Regions from separate parts of the Columba livia genome. Here region 1 is linked to region 2. Evidence: chromatin contacts called from public Hi-C data. All regions are on one chromosome and are shown on one strand. The core of a region is the stretch at or near the end of the contact, and the rest is flanking DNA. Distances in the headings are between cores, read along the strand shown. Region 1 holds the start of SMNDC1 (survival motor neuron domain containing 1). Region 2 has its middle 7.9 kb from the start of SMC3.

Region 1 (3,771 bases), core at 998-3,497, 120 kb after region 2:
AAACATATTTTTTGAGAATTTTAACCTGTAAGACAGGAGGAAGTCACGCTTATACTGTGTTATTCCTCAATATAGTATAAAACAGCTTATTTAGTCAAACAAACAAAAAATCTCTGCTTTTGGGTGATGGCAGTTTTAAGGATGCAAATAATGAGAATTTCCAACTTGAGTTAAAGAGCAGTGGTTTGAAGATCCGTCTTGTCTTCCTATATGTAGCAGCATGGACTGGAATGACAACATGTGTTGAAACAGTTGGCTAATGGGCTGAAGAAACCAAGAGAAAACAAAACTAACCAACCAAAAAACAAAACAAAACCAAACCAAAAGAGAACAAACCAAACTCTTAAAGGTAATTGCACCTTTAGCTTCCAGTCAACTGGGCATAGTAGACATTGTGATGTTTTTATGTTTCGAGTACTTCATACTACCTTTCTTTCAAATTAGTTACATGTTGCAATCAAGTCACCTCCTCTTCTTCCTTTACAAGCTTAATAGATTGGGCACTTCAGTGTTTCACTGCTAGAAAGGCACTTTCTCCAGCCACCGAATCATGTTGGTGGCTCTGGTTGGAAGTCTGCAGATGCCACAAAACTCCAGATTCCAGAACCAGATATACTCTTTCAGTATTAACTCTCATCAAAACTTTTACAGAAATACTTCCTGTGCTTGTTCCTGCTGATGCAACCACAGAAATGTTCTCCTTTTTGCTGTTGTTGCCTCTGGGGACACTTCAGATGTCCTCAGTCCCTCTCTTGTCACTTCAGTCCTGCAGATATGGCCTATATCTCTTGTTCTGAGAGGTGAAGTTGAAAGTGATTGTACTAATGTCCATTTTAACTCATAGATACACTCAGTCATTAGCGTTGCTCTGTACCTATAAATTTCTATGTCTTTTCAACAGTCATTGATCTGTCCATGAACTCTTACCAGAAGATGTTTTCTATATCTATTTCTAGGTCATTAATAAAAATACTAGAAAAATGCTACTGTTGTTTTCCTAGTTGTTACACTTGGTCTCATCAATCAGTCTGCAAACGGCGTCCAATAATTTCTGTATTTTAATTACCAAATCATACACAAAGATACAGAAAATGAGTTTTATCTTGAGTCAGGATATCCTCTGAGGGTATAAACCAAGTGTCACAGAACACAGTAGATATATTTCTCCCTTAATATGTAAACAAAGCCAAGGAGTCCAAGTGAGGTCACTTTCCTGTGAAGCCACGCAAGCTGTGACTGTGAGGGACAGGATGTTTGCAGGAGACGCGGATCCTCCTGGGAATACCAAGAAGCTCCTTGGGCGCCTGCTCAATTCACCCGGCCCACAGGCTCAAGGCCAAATTAATGACTGGATTTCCAGCAGGAAATAGTTTTTCCTTCCTGTGACAGGCTTGAAGAAGCCACTGAGCTTTTCCTGCCCCTCTCCTCTCCTATTGTAGGCTCAAATACCGAAAGCTACTCAAAGTTGTTTGGTAGTAAGTTTTGCATGGTTTTAATTATCACTGAAGCAGCCAGAAAGTCCCATGTTTGAGAGTGAAAAAATAAATGCATCAAGGGTGAATGTCACAAGGAGGGAGCCAGGCTCTTCTGAGTGACAACCAGTGATAGGAAAAGGAGCAATGGGTGCAAATTGGAACGCAGAAGGTTCCACTTAAATATGAGAAGAAACTTCTCAGTGAGGGTGACAGAACACACAATGTTAGAGATTGGAAAGGACCTCAAAAGCTCATCCAATCCAATCCCCACACCAGAGCTGAAACACCTTGGTGAGGTCACACAGGAAGGTGTCCAGGGGGGTCTGAATGTCTCCAGAGTAGGAGACTCCACAACCCCCCTGGGCAGCCTGGTCCAGGCTCTGCCACCCTCACTGAGAAGAAGTTTCTTCTCATATATAAGTGGAACCTCCTGTGTTCCAGTTTGTACCCATTGCCCCTTGTCCTGTCATTGGCTGTCACCGAGAAGAGCCTGGATCCATCCTCCTGACACTCACCCTTTGGATATTGACAAACATTAACGAGCTCACCCCTGAACCGCCTCCAAACACAACACGCCCCGCACGCCCCGCACACAACGCCCTCACGCGCTCCCCGCGCGCCTGCGCGCTCCCGCGGCCTCGCGAGGCTGCACGGGCAAATCCCCCCGCCCCGCTGAGCCCCGCACGTGACCCGAAGGCCGCGTGATCTGGCTGAGGCGCTCGGCCAACCAGCGCCGCGCGCCGGAAGCACGTGACCGGACGGGGTTGGGAGGGGGCTCTCGCGAGCGCCGGCGCGCGCTCGGCCTTTGCCCCGCCCCCGCTCCCGGTCTGCGGCGAAGGAGACGGAACCGCCGCGGCCCGACGGGATCCAGAGCGGCGCCGTTCGCCCGCCCCCGGCCGGCACGGGCCCCGCACGCCCGCCGAGGTGAGAGCCGGCGGCTGCTCGCCGCCCTCCTGGCTCGCGCTCCGCCGCCCGGCGGCCTCGTCCGGCTGCGCTTTGGCGTAGCCTGGATCTAGGCCTCGGCTTAGGCCTGAGCCTGGGCCTGTCCGCCGGGCCCGGGCCGCCTGCCGAGCCGTTCCGCCGCACCCCGAGCCGCCCGGCTCGGGCCGACAGGTGACGGGTGGCCCAGGGATGGGCTCGCCGGCCCTGATGCCGGGCGGTTGGGTCCCAGGAGGATTTCGGTGAAGGAGACCGCGGCTTGGGGCAGCCGGAGGGACAAAGCTGCAGTGCGCGGTAGTTCTGTACAGACGTGGGTGATTCCGAGGGCGCCTCAAGGCTGTGCAGCCTGTGTGCTGTAAGTGATGCGTTTTCCCAGCGCACACAGGCGCATGTCTAGGCTTTCTGTTTAATAAATTGCTTGGGGGTAGTTGTACAGTACAACACTAAGGTAAGTGGCTATCTGTAGTCAAATAGTGAGTTACTGAAAGTTAGTGAGTTGTGTTTTTAATACTTCAGTAATAGCTTTTCGTGTTATTTATTAATCAATTCCACTTTACGTGCTCCACAGGAGCTGATTAAAAAGCAGCAAGGCTGTTGGTTTTATCTTCTGTGTGTGAATGTTTCTTGCAGATGTCAGAAGACCTTGCTAAGCAGTTAGCTAGCTACAAAGCTCAGCTTCAGCAGGTTGAGGCTGCCTTATCTGGAAATGCAGAAAATGAAGATTTACTAAAACTGAAGAAAGACTTACAGGTGAGAACTTGAGGGCATGAGCAGTTGAAACTTTAGGGTGTTTTGCAAGTGTTTCAGCTTTCCTGAATGTTTGCATTGCAGCAAAAATATATGCTTTGTGGTTTATTACTTTCTTTTTGCGTATTTTGATACAGTTATGGTAGGGATGGTTTGCAAAAATGCAAAATGTGGCCTATTTTAAACTTGTAGATTAGTGAAAAAGATGTACTAATTTATATAGCAAACTCATCTGCTAAAAACTTAGCCAGAGTGATGAAAGATATGCCAGTGCTGTCTTGACTGTCTCTTTTATTGTTTTTTTTTAAAGCATTTTTCAGAAAACAATTATTTTTTTGTTGGTTTTACTGTGCTGAAGCCTGACGATTTGGCTTAACATTATACTTTTCTGCTTATTTTTGAGTTCTCAAATAATTTGATCCAGAATCTGTTTGTTCATTACTTGGATTTGCAATGATAAAAGCTTTAGAGTGTAGTTCAATATTCCTTGTACGTCTAAGCCTTGATGGTGTTAAGGTTTTTCTATAAGAAAGGAACAGAGTCGTATTCTTCATTTACCATCTGTGTTTTTTTTTTAAACATTTGAGAACATACCGCATTCTTAAGAGCT
Region 2 (3,689 bases), core at 185-2,684:
CACTCAGCATCATTTCTCAGGCTGTTCCCAGGCTGAGCCCAGGGACAGCAGGACATCCTTCTCCTATCACACCCAGCCTGGCAGGCTTCACCGCTGCAGCTTTTCGCAGTTTGGTCCAGATAACAGGCATCTTTTTTTTTTTTTTAATCTTTTTCAGCCCCCCAAAGAGGTGTCTTGCTGTTTATTCTACCTGATCTCCCTTTGTCCCAGCCTGCTGTGCCTGCTGTCTCCCCTCGTGTCCTCAGCTCCCTCCTGTAGGGGGGCTGGAAGGGAAGGAAATGGAAAGACAAACCGAGAAACCAAGATGGGAACACTGCCTGAAGCCTCTTGGCAGCCTCCCCTGATGTCTGCAGACATCCTCCACTTGTCCCCATGACCTTTCCCCAGGATCCCCCAAACCCAAGCACCGAGCAGGGCAGTAGTTGGTTATGCAGAACCCTTCTCCTTACCCAGTCCTCCCCATACACACGGCTGAGGCGTATCCCTGTCAGATGTCACATTCAGGTCCAGAAAATCTCCTTGCAGCTGCGTTTGGTAATTAGAATTGCCAGAAGCCACTTTAGCACTTAGTAGCACAGGGAACCCTCCCCTTCTCCCCACTGGTGGCCCCTGATCCATCCTCTCAAGCATATCCGCCTGAGTATGTCACGCTGGCTGCCAGAAAACCAGCTGCTCTTCACAGCTGGATTTAGTAAACTGAACCATATCAATGCTTTAGCTCTCGGTAGCACATGGTTTTCTTGCCACCCACCCAGGGCTCCCATCGCCTGCTTCCTGCCAGAGCGGCTGCTCCAGTGCACCATGGTTGTCTGAAACACTGTCTGATTGGTTTTGTTTTTATAACTAAATAAAACGTTATAGGCTGGGGGGAGAAAAAATAAAACACCACACAAAAAAACCACACCAAAACTAAACACACACCTAAAAACTCTCTTGTAATAGGGAACATATGGGCCTACAAGCACAGTACAATAAATGCATCATGTTAATGAGGTTTTGTGCTTAGGACAGCCTTTGTCCATGGGTCTAATTTGCATTGCAAACATATGAAAAAAGCCTTTCTCAGAATGAGATTGATGTCATTATCCCTGATGCAAGGCAGGATGCAAAAACATATGGATAAGCCTACAAGAAACATTTGGAGAGAAATTCAGGTCCACTCTAGCAGCAAAATGCTTCTTGTGTGAGCAAAGCCACATCAGCAAAACTTTGCTTTGTACCAACAGAGCAGAAACATCCTCTGTGGGAGAAATGATCTGTGCTGCGGAAAACACAGTTTTGCTGCTACAGTTCTTTTCTATATATTCTCAGGGGATCCCTCTGGTCAGCTCGGTCAGTCCAGCTCTCACTCACTTCCTTTATGCTTTTGACAAATGTGACTGTGCCAGCAGGAGTGCAGCTGCATCACTTGCCCTGAAAGCCAAGGGCAGAGCCCACAATCGATCCCAGGCTGCCTGACCCCCTGGTCCCTCCATTAGCCACAGTAATTACTAGGGGCAACACGGACATTGCTAGGGAGGCCATGGGTTGAAAGCATCTCTAGGAGACGAATGCACACAGTTCTTCTCCGTTCCTGTTAGAAATCTGCCTAATCTTGGCCAGCCTCTCAGGGCCCAGCCGGATGGCAGTTAATGGTCATGCTGGAATTCGTGTCAATTGATTTTCCAGTTAACTTGACTTAACATGATTGGAGGCATCGGAGCAGAGAGGACATACCCGTTGTTCCAGTTTGAGTCCTGCAGACCTCATATTCCATTTCAATGCAGCGTCAAGTCTAGTTCCAATTAGAAGAAATGATTCCTTAGAAGATTTTATGCAAAGATTCATCCAGGCCCTGATCCGAAGCCCATTGCATTCAGGAACTGTCCTCCCCACTGAAGGCAATAGGCTTTGGATCAGGGCCTGGAGGCAGCTTGCAATGTATGGACAATTTAATAACCAGAGATGACTCACTATCAGACTCTGTCTACTTTACAAAGGAGTCTCAGAAATGGAGTATCTGTGTGACAGAAATAAAACACTATTCTGACACACAAGAGAGCCAATGAAAAACCCCTTTATCGCTTCACTTGAGAGACTTAAGTCTTGTCTGATGAACGCTTACTCATGTGAGTAACTTTACTAACATGAGCAGCTCAGCAAAACCAAGTCTGGAAAAATGGTTATGCCAAAGGGGTTTGAGGTCTTTATCAGTCTGCCTGTCATTTTTGAGCATCTAACAGACCCAGCAGATCAGGCACCTTCATGTGCTTCCTGTCCTGAAATCCTGTGACTGCAGTGAGCCTGGTCCTGGGTGGGGACCTGCGTGTCACGTAGCTGTAGGATTTACGCTGTGGGTGCTTCCCACTTGTTCTCACATACAGCACATCCAATGGTTCCCATGGATCCCATGCAAGCTTTTCTCCTAGAGGTGCTTTCCATGGGTGGTCTCCCTAGCATGGGTCCTATCCTGGTGTGCCAAGAAAAATCCTTGACAGATACATGAGAGCCCCACAGCAGTGCTATCCCTTTGGGGCTTTGTGTTTCTTTCTCCCTTTCTATCTACCATGGTCATTTCTGGTCCTGAATTACTGGCTTTCTGGGTTGGTTTGGTGTTTGTGCAGCTCTCAGCACAACAGGTCTTGCTAGGGTTCCCAGGAGCTACAAATAACTTCCATGAGGTAGACTAGTACTTGAAAGGGATATTTAGGGGCCATAAATCCTCTTAAATAACTAGACAATGCTGGAAGAAGTGCTGAGCATTTCAGCTCTAACCACAGAAGCCATTTCTCGTGATAATCTTTACATTCCCTGCAAGTGTTCATAGGCAGGACACATAGGGATGCAGCACTGCTGCTAACAGAAAAATGAACCCATTTGGTAAGCCTTATTTAGATGTCAGAGTACTTTGAATTTTGAAGCTGAAATAAACAGATTGAAATGACCCCAGAGTTTATAATGCAACAGTAAAACAAAGTAGGACTTCACAGCTGAGGCCCCAGTGTTGGTACTTAATTTGATTTTCTCTGATGACTCAACCTATTTCACAAGCTATTTTCATATTCCTTATTTAGAGAAGTTACTCACGTCTCGGTAAAAGCCTACGATGTGATAAAGCCAAGGAACCGTAATGTGTGGCACTGGTAACACCTCCCACGCCAAAAAAAATCCTACTTCCATATTTATGTGGCTCTGCAAATTGATTCCTGTCTTTGTCTCCCCAGAGAGTGAGCTGGCAGCGTGTCTCCTCTCCAATTAGCATGAAGCCGTGAAAAATGGAGATGTAGGGTCAAATTCACCACACCTGGAGCCTCGCTTACTTTTGCCGTGTTACAGGCACAGTTGGATCTTTGACTTCCTGGTAAGGCAAGTGTTGGTTTTAGCACACAAATAACAACGCCTGCAGAATACCTTCTTCATTCAGGCTTTGTCTTCTGAAAAAAAGAAACTTGCTACCAGAAGGCAAGAAGCTAAGAACTACCTACCTAGTGTTGCTCAGGAGCCAGGGATGGGCATCTCAGTATAAACTCCCCATGAAGCAGGTGAATTTTACCTGGGTTTTACTGGTCAGGATGTAATTTCTACCTTTTGGAAAGTCCTTTAATCAGAGAAGCAGGAGAAGATATTGTAACCAGCATAGGCTGCAGATCGCACTAGTGAATGACTAAAAGAACACAAAGGGACACTTAAGGACAACACCCACCCATCCA

Evidence for each region. A called contact is a pair of places that touch in the nucleus more often than the background predicts.
Region 1: a Hi-C map of crop shows a contact between it and region 2, with 4 times the contacts expected there. The contact joins the promoter of SMNDC1 here to the enhancer-like site in region 2. A contact is called at or near these places in 2 of 2 Hi-C or Micro-C datasets (crop and liver).

The regions. Positions count from the first base shown.
Region 1 is chr6:11,231,658-11,235,428 of bColLiv1.pat.W.v2, forward strand. SMNDC1 (survival motor neuron domain containing 1) reads left to right here and starts at 2,248. Exons shown (of 6, transcript XM_065067049.1): 1 at 2,248-2,399; 2 at 3,045-3,164. The coding sequence starts at 3,045.
Region 2 is chr6:11,108,382-11,112,070 of bColLiv1.pat.W.v2, forward strand. No RefSeq gene overlaps it. Among named protein-coding and RNA genes, the nearest start is that of SMC3, 7.9 kb to the left of the region's middle. Within about 2 kb of position 1,435, at least 2 of the 3 cell types and tissues checked have an H3K27ac peak away from gene starts, as active enhancers do.